2 separate regions of the Mus musculus genome follow, and region 2 is linked to region 1. Evidence: chromatin contacts called from public HiChIP or PLAC-seq data. All regions are on one chromosome and are shown on one strand. The core of a region is the stretch at or near the end of the contact, and the rest is flanking DNA. Distances in the headings are between cores, read along the strand shown.

The links. HiChIP or PLAC-seq counts read pairs in DNA pulled down with a chosen protein or histone mark.
Region 2: a contact with region 1 is called in an H3K27ac HiChIP or PLAC-seq map of oligodendrocyte precursor cells, with 5 times the contacts expected there. The contact joins two enhancer-like sites. A contact is called at or near these places in 1 of 15 datasets of contacts at CTCF or cohesin (large pre-B cells), 7 of 484 Hi-C or Micro-C datasets (the G1E-ER4 cell line, Th1 cells, bone marrow-derived macrophages and 4 more), 5 of 115 datasets of contacts at active chromatin or transcription factors (bone marrow-derived macrophages, embryonic stem cells and oligodendrocyte precursor cells) and 3 of 9 other capture datasets (adipose tissue, liver and pancreatic islet).

The regions. Positions count from the first base shown.
Region 1 is chr15:58,955,519-58,958,809 of GRCm38.p6, forward strand. Mtss1 (MTSS I-BAR domain containing 1) reads right to left here. Exons shown (of 15, transcript NM_144800.2): 8 at 915-1,072. Among named protein-coding and RNA genes, the nearest start is that of Ndufb9, 23 kb to the left of the region's middle. Within about 2 kb of position 1,618, at least 20 of the 459 cell types and tissues checked have an H3K27ac peak or open chromatin away from gene starts, as enhancers often do. A contact at or near this core is called in oligodendrocyte precursor cells, where this site is marked.
Region 2 is chr15:59,153,124-59,156,414 of GRCm38.p6, forward strand. No RefSeq gene overlaps it. Among named protein-coding and RNA genes, the nearest start is that of Mtss1, 73 kb to the left of the region's middle. Within about 2 kb of position 1,723, at least 79 of the 459 cell types and tissues checked have an H3K27ac peak or open chromatin away from gene starts, as enhancers often do. A contact at or near this core is called in oligodendrocyte precursor cells, where this site is marked.

The DNA.
Region 1 (3,291 bases), core at 368-2,867:
AGGTAGCCCTGGAGGACCGACATGACTTGGGGATATTTGAGTCCAGATCTTTATGACAGAACACGTGTGCTCGATAGAGCTAACTGTCCCCCTTTCTTGCCCCCAGCCCCACCTTAAGAGCTGGCAAGCGGGATGGAAGCCAAGACTGCGAACATTTCAGTCGCCTTCCCAAGTGCCAGTGGGAACCAGAGGGCACAGGTACAGACAGAGGAACAACTCCAATCTGAGAATTCCGCTAGGGTGGAGAGAGCTGCCCCAGGAGCCTTCCTGCAGCGTCGAGAGTGGCTGCTGCAAACTCTGCTCGGGGTTTACTGGAAAACTATGTGGGAGCGGATCCCGAGATGCTTCCGAGGGCTTAAGACACAGATGTGCGGGGTCCCAGGCTTGGAGTCTGAGATACGGTGGGCCTCAGAATGTTCCTATCTAGTTGACAGGTGCTGGCGTCGCCCTGGAACTCTTACCTTAGGATTCTTTCGTTTGTTTGTTTTCTGAGGTAGGGGAAAAAAACAAGCCTCACTCTGTAGCTCTAGGTGGTCTAGAATTTACTGTGCAGCCGCGACTTGCCTAAAATTCACAGCGACCCTCTTGTATCAGCCTCCATGGTGCTGGGATTACAGGCTTGGGCCACCATGCCCAGATAGGGTACACCATAACTCAGTTATAAATAAATAAATAAATAAATAAATAAATAGGCAAGCCCAAATAGGATGAGCATTGCTATGAACTGCGGATAAGGAGTTGGCCACGTGGACATCAGCTCCTCGCTGAGAATCTAATGTGTGGACATGCTTCCGCCATCGAGATTCAAGATAGCAGTAGGTGGCTGTCAGTAGGCTGGTGGATGTATAAATCAAGAAGGAAAGCCCTCCCCACACTACCTAGTTCAAGCCTTCCAGAGGTTTCCATCGACTTACGATCACTGGCCGCAGCATAGAGATGAAGGTGCAGAACCGGCCTCGTTCTTCGATGAGTGCCTTGCGCACAGCCTGCTTCTCCGTTTCCTCCAACAGGAGGTATTTATCGTTGACATCCTGGAGAGCGCTGTCCAACTGAGGCTGGATGTCGCCCCTCCCTGTGAACAGAACAAGGCGGAATGGTCAGCTCGCTGAAATGCCAGCTCCGAGAACAAATTCCCTTCTCTGAAGTCCTCGCTGGAGGCAAAGCACCCTTTGCCAGGACTTAAAAACATTACTCATCGCTCCCAAAAGACTGGAAGCAGCTGCTTTTCCTAGGAGCATCTATTTCCTGTTCCTAACCTCTGAAGGGAGTATTTACTTATCTGGCTGATTTGCCAGCGAGGAGCATCTCCTGCGATGGCTTCCTAGCTTGCAGGCCTTGTGCGAGCCTGCAGACCCCTGTGCCAGCAAACCTCGGGTCACACAGTGACAGCATTCCTTTCTTTGTTTCGTCTGGGGATGGGGAGCAAGGTGTCTAGGGACGCTTCCAAAAATGCATACAAGCTGGCTTTGTCAGGTCCACCTCAGTCAAAGAGCCTTTGTTTAGGCACAAGTTCCAGTCCCTGAAGACAAAGGTAGTTATTCAGCTCCTAGTCCTCGGACCTGGGAATGGTTGGCACTAAGTCCCTAATGGAGGGCTCCAATGCCCTTCCTGCAGAAGGAACCTGGTAACCAGATGTCTATAGTTAGGTCTTTGTTGGTGACAAAATGAAGAACAAACCTACACTGAGCGGAGCCGTATTATTTACTTATCTGGCCACACCACCAGACTCTAGTTATCCGAACAACGTTTTACTGTTTCCAGTAATCAGTTAAGCAACTCTAGAACAGGGATAGCTGTCTGTGTAAATAAAGTTTTATTAGAACACGGTCACACACACTCATTTACATATATGTCCAGGGACCAAGAATATTTGGCCTTTTGCAGAATTAGTCCTGCTGCACTAGTCTAGATCTGACCTGTTGCTGGGGACAGCAGGGTCACACACAGGATACTAGCTCTTAAGCTTCTACCCTGGACCTTTGGCAAAGAGGCTTTACCTACATTCAAGCCAGAGAAAGAATTTCTAAGCTCCTTCAGGGCGAGGTTTTAGCCTTTCCCTGAGATCCCTCACAGTATCTGCATGTGTACACAGCACGTGCTATGTAAGTACTTGCTTCGTAACTTTAAACACAGAACTGGAAGGCGTGTTAGGGTCTTCCTAACTGTTCGGGTTGAAGAGGTCAAACCTTAAGAAGTTGAAGGATTCATCCAAGGTAGAGATCAGGGCTAAGGCCCAAACAGCCTGACTCCCTGAGCCCTTGACCTATCTTCTCTGTCCACTGTCTCAGTGAATGACGAATTCAGTTGCCATTCAGGAAACTGCTAGATCAATCGCCATAGCTGTCCCCTTACAAACCACATGTAAGACAGTAAATGTAACCCATCGTTGGGTGCAAGGACTGGCCAGGCCAGGGAGGCCTACCTTGGCTATATGATATACCCTGTACTTTCTCTCAAACGCAGATGAGAATGTCAAACCTGAATGGAAAATCTTATCAGAACTTCATAAAACTCTACAGACTTAACAAAAGTCCGAGAGAAGAGTGGCCGTGTTCTAGTTAAGAAAGAGCCATTTGTAATTAGTGCATAATAGGAAGATCATATAGAGTCAAAACCCACCCTTGAAAATACTTAATAAGCTCAGAATACACAGTTTTAGACATAAATAACCTTTGCTAGCTCAAGAAAGTACGTAACATACTGTATGTATAACACAGAGCATCTAAGAATGTAAGTGGCGGCCCCCAGCAGTCACCCACTTCCTGAGAAAGTTCCAATATTCTCAGGGTGAGCCGCTCACCCAGTCTTCCACTACCTGTCCCTCCAGAGAGTCCTCTCCCTTCACTCAGCACGGAGGGAACCAGGCACCCAAACAACCTGCCCACCTCACCCACTGCGTTCCCGTGTAGTTAGACAGAGAACACTGAAGCCAGGCTCCCATCCTCCCCTGGGATGGTCCACCAAAACCTCTGCCTCTCACGGATGTCTACCCCACTGGGGCCAAAGTCGAGCTGAGAAAGCAGGGACCATCAATGCTCTGACAACTACAGATTTCCTCTGCTCACAGTGAAATGCTGACTCGTGAATATGTCCACCATACCACCCACTGACGGCCAAGCTCAGAAGCCTGTGGACACCTGCCCCCCCTCTCTCTAGGCTGTAGGACAACGTGGCCCAGCACAGAGATGATGGGGCCTTCCCTTTGTTGCTCAGTCTCTTCTACACTGTCTTAACAGCAAAACACACCAGACCAGACTGTTCTTAACTTGGGCGTTGGTTGGGGAGCCGGGT
Region 2 (3,291 bases), core at 473-2,972, 200 kb after region 1:
GGGACTGCAACAATCTCTTTTTGGGAGTTGTGACCCAACTCACAACAGTAATCTTTGAATAATAGGGGAATTCATACTCGGGGATTTCCCTTGTGTATATGAAGCGTGAATATCTTAAGAGTTCTGAAGTATAACATGACAGGGAACTCTTTATTACAGCCCCAATTTGTAAGCACACAGCTCCATGAACAGTGGCCTAGCCATGTTCATCACTTAAACCAAGCATAAGAGCCAGGCCCCTTTCTGGATGAAGGACTGCCGTGAACATTGAAAAGAAACTTGGAGCAAGGAGAGGGTAGTGAAGCTGGTGGAGGTATATATACTATAAAGCATATCACACGGTGTGGTTTATACACCTGCCTCTCCAGCTAGGAGGTGTTCACTCTTCTGTAACCCATGTATGTATCGCAGCATACCTGAAGCAGAAGAGACGTTCAACAGCTTGCTGAAATAACGCTTCCTAAACAGAAGCCTAGGTCCCACCGCCAAAGCAGCAGGTGCCACACATCCCGCCCTCCATATGTACGGTCTTACTGGTTTTCTTATTCATGAATGGGATAATTGCAAAGTGGGCGGATCAATAGCCACCTCAGCGCCATCATTGTGAAGATGGAATGAAATACCAAGTGTGAAAACAAGTCTCTCACCACCCAAACATGAATGAGGGCTCTTACAGAGCAGAGGACAGAGAGCCCACCAGACTCCAGCTCACTGAGACACCTGGCACATTGTCCCTTGAAATTTCACTTGCAAAAAAAAAAAAAAAATCAGTTCAAATTGGCGTCAGGACAGCCACATCCTCGGGAGCTGACAGTTAGCCAAGAGACACTGAACAAAGAGCTGCAGTAATTGTCAGCATCTCAAAAAACAAAGGCTGGGTTTAAGGATCAACCTGAGAGGAGGTCGCTGCGGCCCGGGTTTTAAGGCCTAACAAGTAGGGTTCTAGGAATGTTTTCCAGGGAAACAAAACTGAAGAAGTTTAAGTTTAAGTCCATTCATTTGCAAATTGGCGGTCTAAGGGGCTGAGGTCTTCAGCTGTGGGATCAGGAGGGAATGTAGCAGAAGACTGGTTTGTGGCGACAGTGCCAGGCTGCCAGGTGAGGTCTACTAGGATCTTATACTATTACTCTTAATCTTCAAAACAGGTAATCACCTGGTATTCTTCTCTTCATGGAAAAGTGGCAAAGAGTTCAGGGCCGGACCTGCCCAGTGGTTGGCTGGTACTCCCAGCAAAACAGAAATTTAAACTCAAGGCAGTGTGACTCCAAGCTCCCGGCCAGAGGCAGGGTTGGGTGTGAAGGTTGTCCTTTGTTCTTGATGCTTAGCCCCCTCCTCCCAGCTCCCAGTGCACACGTGTGTCTGGAGGCCTCTTTGGCCTGGTCTGGGGCAGTGTTGTCTGATCACCCTCTCCTGTTCAGTGTGAGGACAGTCAGCTATTTGTCGGAAAGCCAGAGGCAAAAGAGTTCAGACGCCTTTTGCTTCCTGAGTAGGGAGGTGGCTTTGCCCTGTGGGGAGCATCAGTTGGAGGGAGATGAATTTAGCTGCCCTCCCTGGTTGGTGATGGGGGAGGGTCTTGTCAGCCAGAGGATGTAGGCTTAGCTCCAAAAGGGCTTTTGTCTGAGGCTGGGCCTTAAGCCAGAGTGACATTCTTTGGTGCAGGCTGCCAGGCCACCACTGAGTGGGCACCTGCGGGGCAGCTAAGGAAGGAGTGAGGGGCCTGTCTTTCTTCCGCAGAGGAGAGCATGTGGGGATGGAATCTGCCATTTGAGGGTCCCTGTGGTGCTGAGGCTATGTCTGTGGTTGCTCCTGGCTGCAGAAGACATGCCAGGGCCCAGGCAACCCAGGAATGTGGGCAATTAACATTTTAGCTTCTGTCATGTCTGATAAAAATCCCCACAGGATGAAAGGAATCCACTCTATCTTGCAAAGTGCAGCAGAAGAAACCTAAGACCACAGAAAGACCTGAAAGCCTCTGCCACAGCTCCCTGTGAAGAGTGGGTACCACCACCCTTGGCTGAAGACGTGCTTTGTGTCCCCCTGAGCCCTCTGCACAGGTGGGTCTGCCATGTCCCCTGCTGTGGGTGATGGCTGCTGATTCTCACAAAGGCCTCTTCTCTGGGGACTTTCCCTTTTCCTTCAGGAGCCACCCTCAACAGGGAGGTTGCATAAATTATTTGCATCTTGAGGGTCCTCCACTGCAGCCAGTGCCTGACAGAGTACCCTAAGGGGGCAGCAGGCCTAGGGAGTAGTTCACTGTCCAGAGCCCTGTAGGACCAGTCTGAGTTAAGACTTTGACCAACATCACTGACATTAGCTCATCCCTTGCTAGTACTGCTCTCTTGCTCTCCCTCCCCTGCCTCTTCTGTGAGTGTGTGTATGAGTGAGTGTAGTGTGTGTGTGTCTGTGTGTGTTTCTTTGAATGTGCACATAGAAACTAGAGGTTAATGTCAGGATTTTTTTTTCTCTCATTCATCACTTTATTTTTGGAGACAGGCTCTCTCAAGAAAGCCAGAACTTGCTATTTTGCCTAGACTGGCTAGCCATGGTGCCCTGAGGAATCCTCTTGTCTCCACCCTGTCTAGTGCTAGCATCGCAGATGTGCCATGCCCAGCTCGTGTCTGAACTTAGCTCCTCATGTCTGCATGGCAAACACTTTACCACAGAGCCATCTTCCCAAATCTCACCCCAGCACATCCTCTTACATGAGAATCCCAGTACTTGGAGCTGGTGAAGTAAGTGGCTTAGAGGTTAAGAATGCTTCCTGCTCTTCCAGAAGTCCCGAGTTCACATACCACTGGGCACAACTGCCTGTAAACTCCAGTTTCCCAGGATCCGGCGCCCACAGATATCTGCCTGTCTATACATTAAAAAAAAAAATCTTAAAGAAAAAGAAGAATTTCAGTACTTCAGTACTTGTTCTCCTATCTCATGAATACTACTTCTCTCATGAATCCATTTCAGTGAGCAACTCTTGAAGATTCCCAGTATCCCAGATACATTTGCTGTAGGTGAAGACAGCAAGAAAGCAAGTCACTGTAGCTTTTCCGCCAGTGAACTTACAGCCCAGGCTAAGTGGTTCCCAGACTTGATGTTCCCACGTGACACTGGCATCTTCAAGTGTGCTGGGCCACATTTATGGCTATCCTGGGATACACGGAGCCTGCAGCTTAGACATGCCTGGTAGGGAAGAAGAGGAATAGGAAACAGTCACAAAAAATTCAGTTATGGTTGTGACGAACATTCGGCACCAGCAGCAGAGCTCAACATCTGTTCTACACTTGACTCTGGAAC